2 separate regions of the Sus scrofa genome follow, and region 2 is linked to region 1. Evidence: chromatin contacts called from public promoter capture Hi-C data. All regions are on one chromosome and are shown on one strand. Each heading gives the region's core, a stretch centred on a gene start, on an enhancer-like site or on the middle of the called end of the contact. The rest is flanking DNA. Distances are from core to core; before and after follow the strand shown.

What was found. Promoter capture Hi-C pulls out the DNA fragments that hold promoters and counts their contacts.
Region 2: a promoter capture Hi-C map of fetal liver shows a contact between it and region 1, with 3 times the contacts expected there. The contact joins the promoter of SLC34A1 here to the promoter of DBN1 in region 1. A contact is called at or near these places in 2 of 5 promoter capture datasets (fetal liver and liver), 24 of 47 Hi-C or Micro-C datasets (alveolar macrophages, blood, brain and 12 more) and 1 of 2 datasets of contacts at active chromatin or transcription factors (skeletal muscle).

What each region holds. Positions count from the first base shown.
Region 1 is chr2:80,477,689-80,485,548 of Sscrofa11.1, forward strand. It overlaps DBN1 (drebrin), which reads left to right and starts at 2,915. Exons shown (of 14, transcript XM_021084369.1): 1 at 2,915-3,257; 2 at 7,810-7,860. The coding sequence starts at 3,172.
Region 2 is chr2:80,559,030-80,566,889 of Sscrofa11.1, forward strand. SLC34A1 (solute carrier family 34 member 1) reads right to left here and starts at 4,260. Exons shown (of 13, transcript NM_001044623.1): 1 at 4,201-4,260; 2 at 3,165-3,294; 3 at 2,864-3,013; 4 at 2,651-2,779; 5 at 2,436-2,579; 6 at 1,433-1,544; 7 at 1,113-1,308; 8 at 934-1,029. The coding sequence starts at 3,273.

The DNA.
Region 1 (7,860 bases), core at 1,665-4,164:
GGCTGCATCTGCCACATATGGAGGTTCTCAGGCTAGGGGTCGAATCAAAGCTGTAGCTGCTGGCCTACACTACAGTTCATGGCAATGCCAGATCCTTAACCCACTGAGTGAGGCCGGGGACCGAACCCTCATCCTCATAGATACTAGTCAGGTTCGTTAACCACTGAGCCACAAGGGGAACTCCTAGATATTGTTTTAAATCCTCAAACAGACCCGTGAGCTAGGTACCATCATTATCATCCCCATTTTATAGAGATGAAACAAGAAAGGCCAAGCAGACTAAGGTCACATGGGTAGCAAGATGAGAGCAGGGCTAATGTGGTCAAAGTGGCTCCTTCCTGCCCCAGTTCCCTGGTGCCAGGGGCAAGACCTGGGAAGTGCTATGAACACTGTAAAGATGAGGGGGTACCTTTTGAAAGTGTGCTTGCTAGGAACTTGCAGAGGCAGGGTGAGGGCAGAGAAGACTCCAGCAGCTGGTGCTGAAAGAGTCCTGAAACCTATGTGTCATCCTTGAAGCCTTCCCTGAGAGGAACACAGAGCAGGAAGGTGGGCGTGGGAGGGAGGAGGTTGGGGCTTCTAGAAGGAAGAGGAAGGGGTTCTCTCACTCCCAAGCCTTCATCCACACTTGCATTTCACCCTCACAATATTATCAAAGAGGAAACTCGGAGAGGGAAAGCATTTTACCCAAGGTCACACAGCAAGTGACCAGCTTCTGGATCTGAATCCTCCCTCTCTCTTGGCTCTTCCAATCTGAGGACCCAGAAGCCATTGGACCAACCTCCCTCTTTGGGGTGGGAGGGGGGGCTCAAGATCTAGGGTTGGGAGAGACTTGAAGGGTGATCAGTGCTGGGTAGACATGAAAGCCTGGGAGGGCCTCCAAGGACACACCCAGCACCCACCACCAAGGCTGAGCATGTGGGTTTCAGGGGCAACAGGCGGTTGATGGGAGGCAGGGTTGCAGAGGAGAAAGTGATCGGTGGTTGCCCTGCTCCCAACGGTTGACGAAACCCAGGACCACAACAGGGGCAATGAATTTGGCACTGTAGAGGTCACTGGTGCCTTTGGCTAGAGCAGTGCCAGGGCCAGTGCAAGAAGGTCAAGACAGATTATAGATAGACAAATTATGGGATAATGAGGATGTGGAGGGGTGACGGGCAAGAAGACCAGAAGGAGTGGGCTTTTGGGGGAATGCCAGCAGGGAACCTTCTTGCTGCCCTGAAAATAGAGAAAACTGGGCATGGGGCATATGGGGACTCTCTGCACTATCTTTGTAATTTTTCTGTGAATTTCAAACTGTTCTAAAATTAAAAGTTTATTTAAAAATATAGATGGCAAAGAGGTAAGAGTGGGTGTGGCTGGAGTCTGTAGGTGGCTAGGGGAGGCAGGAATTTGAGGAAAGGAGAGCGTGCAGGTAGGGCTTCTGCTGTTTGGATGTGAAATTGAGTGAGCTGGGGAGGGGGCTTTGGGTGGAGAGGTGTTCTGAGCTGGGATAAGTCAAAGGAAGCAGGAAAGGACTGAGGCCTGAAATCCTTCTCCCAGGTACCCTTCAGCCCCACTGTGGGGTCTCCTCTCTCCCCAGAATCTTAGTGACTCTGCCTGTGACCTGCTCCAAGTGGGAGCCACGAAGAAACTGCCAGGGCCAGGGGTCCATGGGCATAATGGGTGCATAGAGTTCTCCAGAGGGGCCTGTGATGTATCTTAAGAGCTTTTTCCTACACCCAAACACTGTGACCCACTGCTGGAAACCAATGCACAATGCCCTCCTTCTCTTGGTACAGCTGGTTACCCAACTAAGAACTCAGAGACCCAGCCCAACCACCTTCCAGATTGGACCAGGAGTTTTCTCAGGTTCTGTCACCTCCTTTGAGAAGATGGGGTGGAAGACCTTGTAGCTGATGGTAAAGGCTTCTGAGAGCTGCAGAGGGTTTCGGGGTCTCAGCTCAGATGGGAGCGGAGATGCTCCAGGAGGCTCTGGCAGTCCCACTTCCCTGCAGAGGACTCTTCTGAGGCCCCAGTGTTGCCTGTGCTCAGAGCTTTGGGAAATAAAGGTGTCAGGAGGCTGGCCCTGGAGTGTCCTTGGAGGAGCCCTGCCCTGGGAATCTGGGGTTAGATGCTACTTCTGGAACTCGAACCAACTTGGGATTCCTCTGGGAGGGCTGAGGCTTGGGAGGGAAGGCAAAGGATTTCCTGGGCTGGCCCCATCTGAGAGGGCTCAGGGGGTGGCTGGTAAGAGAGGGGTGCACAGCATAGGGTGGGGCAAGGAAAGGGTAGAGGTTGGGAGTGCTGAGGTAAGAAACTGGGTTGCAGCTGGGGAATGGTTTAGGAGGTAAGGATGGAGAGATGTGGTTAGGGACAGGATCAGAATGGGAACAGCATAGGCTAGACGGAGGAGGGTGCGGCTAGGGATGGGGTCTGATGAATGGGTAAGGGGTGTGTGTCTAGCACTGGGTTGGGAGTGGGGCTGAAGCTGGGAGGGGAAAGAAATGGTCTGGATTTGGGGTGGAGATGAACAGGGCAGCGGACAGTGATGAGGATTGATTAGGAACGGGCCTTTCAGAGGTGGGGATGGGCTGCAGATGAAATGGGTTAGGGCTGGGAGGTTGGGATGGACCAGGAGTGGGGACGAGGCTGGAGTAGAGATCAATTAAGGACGGAATGGGGCTGGGCCGGATTGGAATGGAGTGGATTTGGGACCGAAGCTGGGCCTGCATAAGGGGTTGGTGAGGTGGGGACGGGCTGCGTTTGCGTCTGGGGGAAAGGGGTGAGGGCGTCAGGCGGGCTGGAAACACCCTAGGTGAGAGTTTGGGACGTGGGAAGGACAGCCCCCGGGCGCAGAGGGGTAGAGCCGCCCGGGCGAGGCGCGCAGGGGCTGCGGGCGAGGGGCGTGGGGGCGCCCGAGGCAGGCCGGGAAGGGGGGGCGGGCCTCCCCCTGGGCTGGGCCGGGGCGGCGCTAGGACCGAGCGCGCGGAGGGAGCGAGCCGGGCGGAGCCAGCGCCCCCCGCCCCCCGCCGGCCGGCTCCCCTCCCCCGGCCGCTGGCTCGCTCAGCTCGCAACGCTGCAGAGGCTCTGAGGCGGCAGCGGCGGCGCGGCGACTCCCTCTTTCCCTCCCTCCTTCTCCGTCCGTCCGTCCGTCCGTGCGTCTGTCCGTTCGGCTTCGGTCCGGCCCGCAGCATGGCCGGCGTCAGCTTCAGCGGCCACCGCCTGGAGCTGCTGGCGGCTTACGAGGAGGTGATTCGGGAGGAGAGCTCGGCCGACTGGTGAGCCCCCCGCCCCCGCCCCCCAGCCCCTTTGTCCCCGCGCTGCCGCCGCCGCCGCGCCTTTGTTTCCACCCGGCCCCGCCGCCCAGCAGCCGGGAGGGAGGGGGAGACCCCGAAATGGTGCAGCGGCCCGGGAGGGCTGGGGAGGGGCTGCCTTTGTGCGCGCCGGGGGAGGGGCCGGGCGGGCCAGGCGGGGCACCGGCGGCCCCGAGCGCCCGGAGGCGGCCCCAGTCGCGCGTTGGGAGCGGTGGCCGGACGCGAGCTGGGGAGACGCAGGGTCCAGATGTGTGGCCCGGGGCCTCCTGGCCCTTCGGGAGGCCATCCCCCGCCCCCTTCCCTCCGCCCCGGACCCGGGGGACAGGTGTGCACCGGGCGGCCAAGGGCACCTTCGCCACCTTCGAGCGGGCAAGGACCGGGCAGGGACGGGGCGGGGACCAGCTATGAGAGCGAGTGCAGTCTGCCCGGCCCAGCCCGGCCCGGCCAGAGCACAAAGGAAAGCCAGGGCGGGGGGAGGAGCAGAGCGGGCTGGGGGCCGGGGCGCCCCGCCCACCGGGGGGCCTCTCAGAGTTGGGGTGTGATGGAAAGACGTTCATTGCCACATAGCCACCGCCAAGTGACTCCTGTTCCCTCAGGGGTCGAGGAGGCAGGGATCCACAGCCCGATGGGGATTGCAGGGACCAGGCGGCTGGGTTGGGACATGCCAAAGGGACTGAACTGCCTGCCTAGGGAACCAGGTGGGGTTCCCGCGAGGAAGACCCCAGGGGCACTAATGTGGAGGGAGTTCCTGGAGAAGGATGAGGGGGTGAGTAGATCCACTGAGCCATAACCCAGTGGCCCAGTGGCAAGGGGCTCTCAGCTTCCTGCTGGGGGAGGAGCTGGCCTGCCTTCTCCCCCTCGTGCCAGCTGTTGTCTCCCACTGGGCTATGGGAGGGGATAGACCACCTGCTCAGGGGATGGAGTCCTCAGTGTGGCAGGAAAGCCGAAGGGTTCCTCATTGCCCCATTCAGAAATCATCAGCCCCCCAAAATACTCTTCTCCTGGGGAAGGTGCCCATTCTGTTCCCTAGGCTTCTTCCCATGGCAGGCAGGAAACTGAGTCACAGAGTGAAGGCAGGTCTCATGGACCTCACTTGGGCTGGCCCCACCCTCATGCTGAGAGGGCAGTAGGGTAGGGACATTGACCTGGGGGCTGGAGGAGGGGACAAGATGGCCAGGCGTCCATGCCACGCTACTGCAGCACTGGCGGGAGGCCAGGCCCGGAGGGATGGACTCGAGAGACAAGCAAGCTCTCGTGTCCTGCGGGTCAGTCACAGAAGAGGCCAGCACAGGCTAAGTGGGCAGGCAGCCCACCCGTTGTCCCAGCGCTGCCCCAGGGAGACTGAGATCATGGGAGGAGTTCAGGGCAAGTGGCCGGCTTGGCCTGGTGGAGGAGCTGGCCTTGGGATATGGGCTGTGCCTCTCTCAAGCTCACTTCAGAAGGCCCTCCTCTCCAGTCTTGGGGGGCTGCCTGCCACCACCCAATTTCCCCCAACCCTCCCCAAATCAGAGCTCCCACAACCACTCCTGGCCCACATCCTGCTCAGCAGAGTCTTGGGCTCCCACCCCACAGCAGCATCCATGTGGCCAAAGCCAATTATTCATCACTCGCGTGCGTCACCCCCCCCCAATCTGGGTTGTGTGTGGGACACACACAGATGTACACATGCACCCTCGCACATACACACATTTGCTCACTCCCAAGGGCCCAGATAAACATTTGGTAGAAAAGATGTGAGGATCATCCTGCAGAATAGGGCACTAGTGCCCCCAGCACAGAGCCAGGGATACAGTGGGGTCTCAAGACTCAGGGGCAGACCCTGTACTCAGGCTGGAGGAGGGCATCTGGGGTAAAATTGCTCTCTGGACAGAGGCGGCTTGGCCCTGCCCTCCCTTCCTTTGCCTCTGAAGGGATAGATGGCTCATAGATGCCATGGCCTCAGAAATGGAACATTGCCCTGGTGCTGGGAGCAGGGGCTCCAGGAAGTCAGGTTGTGTAGTGAGAAGAACTAGTATCCTGGATGTGACCCTACTCACTGCATGACCACACACAGCTCTCTGCTCCTCTCTGGTCCTCCTGAAAAGGGGGTTGGGTGCAGCCATATCTGGGATACCCAAGGCCCTTCCAGTTCTGACATCCTGAGTGCAATTGTCCTGAGGAATCCACCTGCCCAGAGCCCCCCCCATCCTCAGCTGACCCCCAGGATCTCCCTGGGGCTACTACATTCCAGCTCCCACCTCACCCCAGTCCAATTTGGCCCAGATGGTTTCTCAGAGTTTGTGTCACTATTGCAAACACCTGCTGGTATTGCTCTGTGCTCTGTGTTGAGAGACTGAGACCTCCACGAAGCTCACGGTCTAGGGCAGTGTCTGTCTCTGGGGGTTGGAGATGGTGAGACATGTAGATTCCTGGGCTCCCCCATTCTGATTCCTTGCAGTTTCACCAACTCCCGCCCACCCAAGGCTTAGGCCACCTCTAGTGAGTTTGAGAAGCACTGGTCTAGGGAGATCCGGGGCAGGTTCAGGATCTCTTCCCATCTCTGCTGGGGTGTGGCAAGTGCTCTAGGGGGCTGTGGCTCAGAGCAGGGCTTCCTGGGGAGCTGGCATTGGGGCCCTGAGGGCATGGGGTGGAGAAGCAGGTCTGGCCTTCCTGTGAAGGGAACCACATATGCAAAGGCTCCAGGTTGGGAAAGAGCCAGAACTGTGCTGGGAATCAGGGAGCCATCCAGTGTGACCCAAATGTCTGTTGTGGATACAGAAGTCTGGCTAGAAAGGCAGGTGGGGCGGAGCTCAGCATCGAAGTCCTGCTGAAGTCTTTGAACTTAGCTGTGGTTTTTACCAGGTGAAGGCCAAAGCTGCAGGAGGGAAGAGTGGCTGGGAGTAAAGAATGGAAGGGGCAGGACAGGTGTTCCTGGGAGGAGCCAGGGTTCCTTGGAGAGCCTGGGAGAGGCTGACAAGTCACCCCAGGGAGGTGTGACGGCCAGACAGTGTCTGGGACCCAGAATCTTGGAGCTCTGCCTCAGTTTCTCATCTCTGGGATGGAGAGGGGCAGACCCTGCTTCTCTGAGGGCCCTTTGTTCTGCGTGGTGGGTGAGGGTGGCTGGACAGGTGGTGGGACAGCTGTGTTGAGAAGCAGCTGCCAGGGCTGGAGCTTGGGCAACAGTTGGAGCAGGAGCTCCCGGCCCCACAGCCCACCTGTGTCCCTTTTAAGAGGGAGGGATCCTGAAAAGGAGGAGTCTGGGGGGCCATTTGTCTCCCGCAGTGACTTGTGCTGACCTCATGGGGCTGGGCCTGATACAGGCCCTCCTTCCTCCCTCCTTCCTCTTTCCTTTCCTCCCTCCTCCCTCCCTCTGTCTCCTCCCGCTTTCCTTCCCTCCCCCTTGTCTTCCTCTCTCCCCGCTCCTGCATTTTCTCTTCATCCCTTCACTTCCGTCCTTGTCTTGCCTTCTCTTTCTGCCTCCTGTCCCTGTCACTCACCGTCTTTTCCATCTGCATCTCTCCAGTGCTCCTGCCTCCTCTCCTAGCCCCCCCGCCTCTGCAGTAGGGAGAGGGGAGCTTGGGGGAGGGGCTGAGCCTTCTGCAGCCCTGAAACTTGGCCTTTCTTCCTGCCTCAAGCCTGTCCCCCAAGTGGGTCCTGGGGAGGAGGTGTCGCTGTCTTCCCTTCTGTGTAATGGATGCTGTGTCCCTGTGGCCTGTGGAGAAGAAGCTAGGGAGGAGGAGGAAGGAGGAAGGCTGCTAGGTCAGCTGAGAGGGAAGGAAAGACTATCGGTCCCAGGAGGCCAGAGCCTTAGCCAGGGTGGAGGCGGCCTAGGGCTGGAAGGCCAGGAGAGCACAGCCCCCCAGGGGCCAGAGTCCAGGCCAGAGTGACCATGGTGACCTCATCCCCATTTCAGAGAGGCAGAGATTGAGGCTGAGGGCGTGTCCCCAGGGTCCTTTGTGTTCTGGTGAATGCAGCTGGGGTGGGCCAGTCAAGTGCCAATTGCTGGGTTGCCATGGTTACCAGGGGATGCCCAGAGCTTTGCAGCACCAGGTTCTCTCTCCCCGCCCCCCACTGTGGGGGGAGGGGCGATGGGTACTGAGGCACGCGCCAGGTAGGTTCCTGGCAACGGCCAATGGGGGATGAGGAGCTGTAGCCAAGGAACGGTAACCAAGGAACCGTCGCCTTGGAATCTCCATCTCACACCGCTGGTTGGATTGCAGGCTGCTAGGGCCAAGGCTCTGAGGATGCCGTGCATGGGCTCGCTGGAAGTGAGGGATTGGGCAGCAGTTTCTCCCCTATTGCCTACCCGCCACCTGACCTGGCCTCCCTCCATCAGATCCCCAGGCTGTCCCCCACTGGGTTCCAGCCAGAAACAGTGCTTAGCCTTGTTGTCATGGAGACAAGGCTCAAGTGCTGGGCCAGAACCCCCCTCCTGTCCTGCCCCCTCTGTGTCCCTCCTACCCCCCAGAGCCATCTCCACCCAAAATTGGCTGCCTGGGCCCTGACAGTTCTCCGAGCCACCCCTCCCTCTCCCCAGGGCTCTGTACACATATGAGGATGGCTCAGATGACCTCAAGCTTGCAGCATC
Region 2 (7,860 bases), core at 3,010-5,509, 83 kb after region 1:
TAGGGCTGTACCTGCAGCATATGGAAGTTCCCAGGCTAAGGGTTGAATCGGAGCTATAGCTTACTGGCCTACACCACAGCCACAGCAATGCCAGATCCGAGCCATGTCTGCCACCTACACCACAGCTCACGCAACGCCTCAGTTCTTAACCAACTGAGCGAGGCCAGGGATTGAGCCCGCATCCTCATGGATCCTAGTTGAGTTTGTTAACCCCTGAGCCATGAAGGGAATTCCTGCCTGCCTTTTGTCCATGGAAAAATTTCAATCAAAGAATACACTTAATCAGAGAAGTGAGAAAATGCAGAAAAGAGTCAAACAATACAAAATAATAGTTTAGCCATTAAACAAAGTCAAGGACCTTTAGTTCCTCCTCAAGGGCTAAGGTAATATTCTGAGCCATGTCCTTTGAGTTGTTTTGCAGACACTGAATCCCCACCAAGGGGAAGAAATTAACTGTGTCCTGCCCACAAGCACGTAGATCCCAGACAGGTTGGAACCAGAAGTTTGATGTTGCTTCCTGATTACCTCACCACCAACCGGTCAGAAGACTGTCCATGAGCTGATCACACATTCAACAATACCTCTCCCTTCCTCTGTCTTTAAAACCCTTTCCTTGAAAGGCTTCAGGGATTTCAGGCCTTTAAAGCACTACCTGCCCAGGACTCCTTGCTTGGTGCCCTGCAGAAGTTGCTCTACTTTCATTCATCAAAACCCGGTGTCATTAGTTTGGCTTTACTGCACATGGGCGAGCAGACCCAAGTTTGGTTCGGTAATAGCAGCATCTGCCATAGGCACAGTGTACTGCAAAAGTGCCCCGTATTTGTCCTCCCCAGGTGAAGTGATCCCCAAGATCTATATAAAGCTTTTGAACAGATGGTGATGTCAGCAGTCAGCTGTGTGAAGAGGGAGTTTTCTCACTGAGGCCAGACTCACCTGCATGGAGTCCGGATGGCACCAGATCCTGATCAGGCTGTGATTTCTCAGGGACTCGTCCCCCGTGGCAATGCTGGTAATCACAGACTTGTCCAGCTGTGGGCAAGATGTTGGTAGAGGGAGTGAGGGTGAGGTTCCCCAGTCCCTCAGCCCCCGCCCAATGCCAGTCCTGCCTTCACCTGGATGATGAGCTTAGTGAAAGGCTCCGTGATGATCTTGAGCAGGTCAGGGGTGTCACGGCCACCACGGATGTTGAAGGAGGCTACCACAAGTCGAGTGACGTAGTGCAGGTACCCGGTGGCAGCTTCCAGGGGCAGCAGGACCACAACTGAGAGCCAGTTAAAACAGTCGTGCACGGTGGCCCCCGCGAAGGCCCTGGGCAGGGAGGCCGTGTTGCAGGATAGGCTCAGAGCCAGGATGTGCTCAGCCTGGGGGCTCCTGGCCTGTGGGACCACCCTCCTCCTACAAGGACAGGCCCCTCACCGCTCTACCCTCTTACCGCCGGAAGTCAGTCCTGTCCCCCGCCTGCATCAGGGCCACGATGGTGTTGGTGACCGAGGTGCCGATGTTGGAGCCCATGATGATGGGGATGGCAGAGCTCACCTCCAGCACTGATAGAAGAGCGTGCCTCCTAGCTAACTGTTCAGGGACTACCCACCTCCTGCCCCACCCCTCCTGCCAGAACCCCTACCCACATCCAGGCCCATGACTCTGCCCAGCCTTGGCCTCTGCGGCTGTGTGTTTATGTGTGTGCATGCTTGTGAGCCAGTATACATACACTGCACCTGCATATGTGTAAACGTGTGCGTGGGTATGTGTCCACGAGGGCATGGGTCGTATATGCAAATAATATGCAAATGTGCTTGTGTGTGCTCATGTGTCAGCTTAGCTAGTGCCCAGTAATTCAATCCAACACGAATCTAGATGTTGCTGGGAAGGAATTGTGCACATGTGATTTGCCTCAACTGTTGATTGACTTTAGGGAAGGAGATCAACCTCAGTAATCTGGGTGGGCCTCATCCAATAAGACTAAAGGCCTTCAGAGTAAAACTGAGGCTTCCTTAGGCAAGAAAAAGTTCCAGCTGTGCACTGAAACAGCAGTTTCTGCCCAGGAGTCTCAGCTTGCCCTTGCTGACAACCTGCACTACAGATTTTAGACTTGCCCAGCCAGCCTCACAATCAAGTAAGCCAATTTCTTGCAATAAGTCATAGATCTGTATGTGCTTCCTGCAGCTTTGGTTTCTCTGGTTCTGTTCCCCTGATGGATGGAATGAGCTACTGTGTGGTGACATGAAAGTGTGCCCTCCTGAGGCTCTGTTCCTAATCAGCCATTCTTCCCAGCTCCTGGGATATCTCCTCCTGGCTGAGATTCCAGGCCATGCTTTGGAGGATGGAGTGCAAGATGCCAGAGCTGCCCATTGCCCTTTGGCCCCCTGTTCCCACTCCTGCCCTTCCCATCCCAGCCCCCTCCCTCTTTCCCTGGCCCTGGTGGGCCAACTCACAGCCAGAGGAGACCATGCTGACAATGATGGATGTGGAGGTGCTGGAGCTCTGCACCAGCACGGTCACTAGGATCCCCACCACCAGCCCTGCTACTGGGTTGGACAGGATGGCGTTGTCCTTGAAGATGTCGCCAGCCACCTTTCCTGGGGAACATGAGGCAGCATTTTCCGAGACTCTTCAGATCCCTTCCCTGGTCCCCCCACCACCACCCTACCTCCAGCCAGCTGGAAGGCTGAGCTGAGCACGTCCAGGGAGCAGACAAAGAGGTAGAGGAAGGCAAGCATCAGCGGCACCTTGAGGAGCATTGAGCCAGCCTGGCGCAGCTTCTGGGCCAACCCTGGCTCTGGAGACAGGCCAGCAGTGAGCACAGTGGCCAAAGTCTGAGTCAGTGACTGGCGGCCCACCTTCCCCCCTCACCCAGGCCCACCTGGCTTCTGTTCCTCCTCCAGGGCCAGCTTGGAGGGCAGCGGGTCATGGCGCTCCAGAACCTCCCCATAGGAGCAGCCGTGCTCGGTGAGGGCCACAGGGCCCAGGCTGGGGAAGGCATAGGCTGAGGTCCCTGGGATCCTGTGCAGGACTGGGGAGGGAGGCCGGTCACGAACTTCCTGAGGCCCCGTGTCACTTCGGAGGAGGGGGGAGGGGGGGTGGGGGGGAGAGAGGAGGCCTCACCCGGGATGTGGGCGACCAATCAAGGGCAGGCAGGGACTCAGAGTAGGAATAGCACTCACCCTGCGGGCTGGGCACGTAGGCAAAGGTCGCCCCACGCATCATGTGCCCCCCGCGGACTGGGAGCGGGGAGATAGCCGGGCCCCCCAGCCTCTCTCCGTAGGACATCATCCTGGGTACACTCTGTGGGCCCTGCACATCAGGGGGCCCAAACTGAATGACAACTGCTGTGTCACAGAAACACACACACACAGCCATTCCCCCCCACATCCACACACCCATTCACTCATGTGCACAAACACCCATGGTGTGTGATCCCAAATACACACCCAGAAAAGCACACTCAGGTGGTTGTCACACATTTGGGGATTCGTTCATTCAGTCATTCGTTCGTTCATTCATTCATTCAGCAAGTATTTATTTACTCTATCTCAGGCACTGAGCTCAACGCCAGGGTACAGCTGGCTAATACAGATGCAGCTCTGCCCCCATGAAGCTCAGTGTCTAGTGGGGAGACACATGTCAATGAAATAAGCTCTCAGATAGATGGAACATGACAATGGGAACAAGTGTCCTAATGACAGATACAGGTGCCACCAGAGTGCTTCCTGGGGCCAAGAGATTCACCCTCACAAGTGAAGTGCTTTCCCCATCCATTCCCACCCCCAAGCAATAAAAAAATGTTGGTGATCTTTTTGCCATGAATGAGGCTCAGACCAGGACTGGTTTAATTAAGCAGAACCCTCACCCTGTCCCCAAGTCTGGGAAGACCTCGGCTTGCCTTAGGCCCTCCTGAACTGCCCCAGGAGTTCTCTGCTATTGAGGTGGGAGTGCCCCAGTCTGCTTCAGGACCTCCTCCCTCCACCCCAACATTATTCCAAGGGTCCTGGCTATTAGGATTGGGGGCAGGTATGCAGAGCTGAATGCCGGGCCCTGGAAGAGCATGAGTCCTTTTCACTCTGGGGGAGTGAGCCAGGCTTGGATGGGACTAAGATGTGGTAGGGGACAGGGACGGAGGCATGGTGAGGACAGAGGTGAGGGGCTTGTTTCCACCTAAGTGTTGGGGATGGGTTTAGGATGTGGGGACCCTGGACTCACCTTGGTGTTCTGTGTTTCAGCTCCTGTTCAGCTGCTCAGGGAAGCCCTAGGAAGGGCTGGGAGGGACCAGGAGGGAACCTGGGACCCTCCCCTTTATACCCTCGGGTCAAGGGCAAAGTCCCTAGAACCCTAGCTGCTCTCCCTCTGTTCCCCCGATTAACCTAACCCCCTAGATTCCTCCCAGTTAATTGCTAATCGTCTGCTCTGCAAGGGGGAGTCTGTGGTCAGGCTCTCTCCTCCCCCGCACAGATACTCAGCCTGAACCATGATCCAGATTCAGCAAGGAGAGCACTGAGGCATCCCACACCCCCAGGCAGAGACCCTAATATCACTCAGGTGCCTTGTTCCGAGGGTCCCCTGAGATTTCATGGCTCTGGCCCGTTTTCCTTATTCTTGGCCTGACAGTGCTCCCCAGGGAATGGCCCAAACACCCTTGAGCCTTGCCTTCCATCAGGGTGTCTCTGGGTTTGTCTGTGTGACTTGAGTGGCATTTGGAAAAGAGGGAGAATGTGAGGGAGGAAGCAACAGAAGACACACCCAGAGAGGCTATTTGTGCTGAACTGTGGGACGTCCATGACCACAGATCCAGGATGTGAGCCTGGAGAATGTGAAGCCTCTGGCCAGATAGGGCAGGGCCTGGTCTGCACTTTAGAATGGTCTTGGGGTTGGGGGTGGGGTGGCGTGGTATGTGTCAAAGGGAGCAAGTCCAGGGTGGCACAGCAGGTTAAGGATCTGGTGTTGTCACTGTAGTGGCTCAAGTCACTGCTATGGTGAGAATTCCCTGGCCCTGGAACTTCCACATACTTCGGGCATAACCGATAAAAAGGCAGGGGGTGGGAGGTGTGAGTCTGGAAGGAGAGATTGCTGATGTGATGGTCCAGGTGACAGATGATGAGGTCTGAATCAAAGTGGAAAGAAGAGGGATGGAGAGGAGAGAATGCATCCTAGGGATACTTGGTGTATCTTTTTTCTTTTTCCTTTTTAGGGCCACACCCGAGGCAAATGGAAGTTCCCCATCTAGGGGTTGAATCAGAGCTGCAGCTGCCAGCCTATACCACATCCACAACAACACCAGATCCGAGCTGCCTCTGTGACCTACGCTGCAGCTTGTGGCAACACTGGATCCTTAACCCACTGAGCGAAGCCAGGGGAGGGTGCGAGCAAGAGGAAGTATGTAATGATTGGGTTTCTGGATCAGGAAGCCAATGATGACACAGGTCTGTTGCAGAATTCCTGAAACCCAGACAGGAGGGTTAAGGAGACTTTTTTCTCTTTCTTGGGACCTTGGAGCCTGAGTTTGGGCTTATGATCACAGAGAGATGAGAAGGGGGTGCCCCTTCTAAGGGATTAAGATTTTATCAGATCAGGAGTTCCCATTGTAGCTCAGCAGTTAACGAATCCGACTAGGAACCATGAGGTGGCGGGTTTGATCCCTGGCCTCCCTCAGTGGGTCAAGGATCTGGTGTTGCCATGACCTGTGGTGTAGGTTGCAGATGCAGCCCAGATCCCAAGTTGCTGTGGCTTGTGGTGTAGGCTGGCAGCTACAGCCCCAGTTAGACCCCTAGCCTGGAAATCTCCATATGCCTCAGGTATGGCTCTAGAAAAGATACACACACACACACACACACACACACACACACAAACACGATTTTATCAGATAAAAAAAAATCAAAAGCATAAAAAACTTAAAAAAAAAGTAGGGAGAGTTCCCTGATGGCTCAATGGGTTAAGGGCCAGCATTATCATTGCTGTGGCTCTGGTCACTGCTGTGGCGGGAGTTTGGTCCCTGGCCTGGGAAATTCCACATGCTGCCAAAATAATACATATTTTATCAGATTCAGGAGTGGTGGGTCAACAACTCCTCCTGGTTCACCAGCCACCCTTTGATCCCTCAGGACCCCCTGAGCTATGGCCCTTTGCAACATCTTACACATTTTAGGGTCACTCAGACCCAGCCTTCTCCATCAAAGAGGATGGACATTTTTGAATAGTTCCACCTTAAATATGAGTGCTTAATTTACAGAACTTTGGGGAGTTATCTACCTCATAGAGCTCACAATTGACTCTTTGTCAAAGTGGCTAAAAGCAGAGGAGAGGTCAGCCTGGGTTTTGATCCCAGTGCCACCACATTGTGGTCATAGCAGTTTAGGCCACAGAACCCACAGGGGAGAGGGGTGGGGAGGAGGAGGGAGGGGCAGAGGTACAGCTGGGATTGGGTTGGGGTGGAGTGACCATAAGTCCTGGCTTGCCCGGCCAAGTCTGCATTTATGACTGTTGATTCAGGGTTCCCTTTCACTCTGCAAAGTGCCCTGGTTTGGACAATAAAGCCATGTGGTCTTACGTCTGTTCTGGGAGATTCTGGGGAGTGAAGGCAGGGAATCAGCCACTTGGTGCTTACGAGAAAGGTCTCCATTCATAGCAAAAAGGAAAATAAAAACAATCCTGCTTCTGAGAAACATTGCTGTGATGTTTAGAACAATGACACCTCCTTTTTTAAAAATGAGTTGCCATCTTTATTTTATTTTATTTTTTATTTTTATTTTTTTCCTTTCAGGGCTGCACCTGTGGCATATGGAAGGTCCCCAGCTAGGGGTCCAATTGGAGCTGTAGCTGCCAGCCTATGTCACAGCCACAGCAACGCGGGATCCAAGCCGCATCTTCAAACTACCTCACAGCTCAGGGCAACACTGGATCCTTAACCCACTGAGTGAGGTCAGGGATAGAACCTGCATCCTCATGGATACTCGCCAGATTCGTTTCCGCCGAGCCACAACGGGAACTCCAACAACTCCTTTTTAAGAAGATTCAGATCTTTGACAGTTTTGAAACCTGCCTTCCTTGCCCTCATGGAGTACAGGGTTTAGCGGGATAGGCATTTTTCAGTCAAATGCATCGCAAGATATAACTGCAAAATGCTGTGGACACCCACCACTTCCGAGGATATTTGGTGGCAAGTGGGGTGGCCACTGCCCTAGCAAAAAACGTGGAAAACTTGGGAACTGACCACGGTTGCCTTGGGGGACTCCTGACAGCCTTGGAGATGGTGGCTCTCCATCCCCAGGCGGCTCCGCCCCTCTGATTCTCTCAGCCCAGGCCTGCTCACCGCCTGCCTCCTCCGCATCCGCGACAGCCTCTGGGTGTCTCCCTGAGTGGTGACTCCTGCCCTGTCTGCTCACCTGCACTTTGGCCACCGCCTCCCCCTGGCCTCTGGGCCAGGAGCCTGGAGCGTATGCATGGATGTGGGGGAGGTTGGTGGTGAGGTCTCACACTGAGAAAAGGCAGCCAGGAGGAGAAGCAGTTTTGGAGGAAAGATGCCAAGATCTGTCTGTACTGAACTGTGCCGCTGTGCCTGAGGTGCCTCTGGCGTGAGCAGTTGGAGCTGTGGGTCTGAAGCACACGACGAGCTCCTTCCCCAGAATGGGGCCTCCTGCTGGTTCCAACCTCAGTGAGCAGCTTGTGATCCAGACACAAAGCCAGACACTGAGAAGGCATTTTTTTTTTTTTTTTGGTCTTTTGTCTTTTGTCCTTTTAGGGCCGCACCAGCGGCATATGGAGGTTCCCAGGCTAGGGGTCTAATGGCAGCTGTAGCCGCCAGCCTAGGCCAGAGCCACAGCAACACCAGATCTGAGCTGCGTCTGCGACCTACACCACAGCTCACAG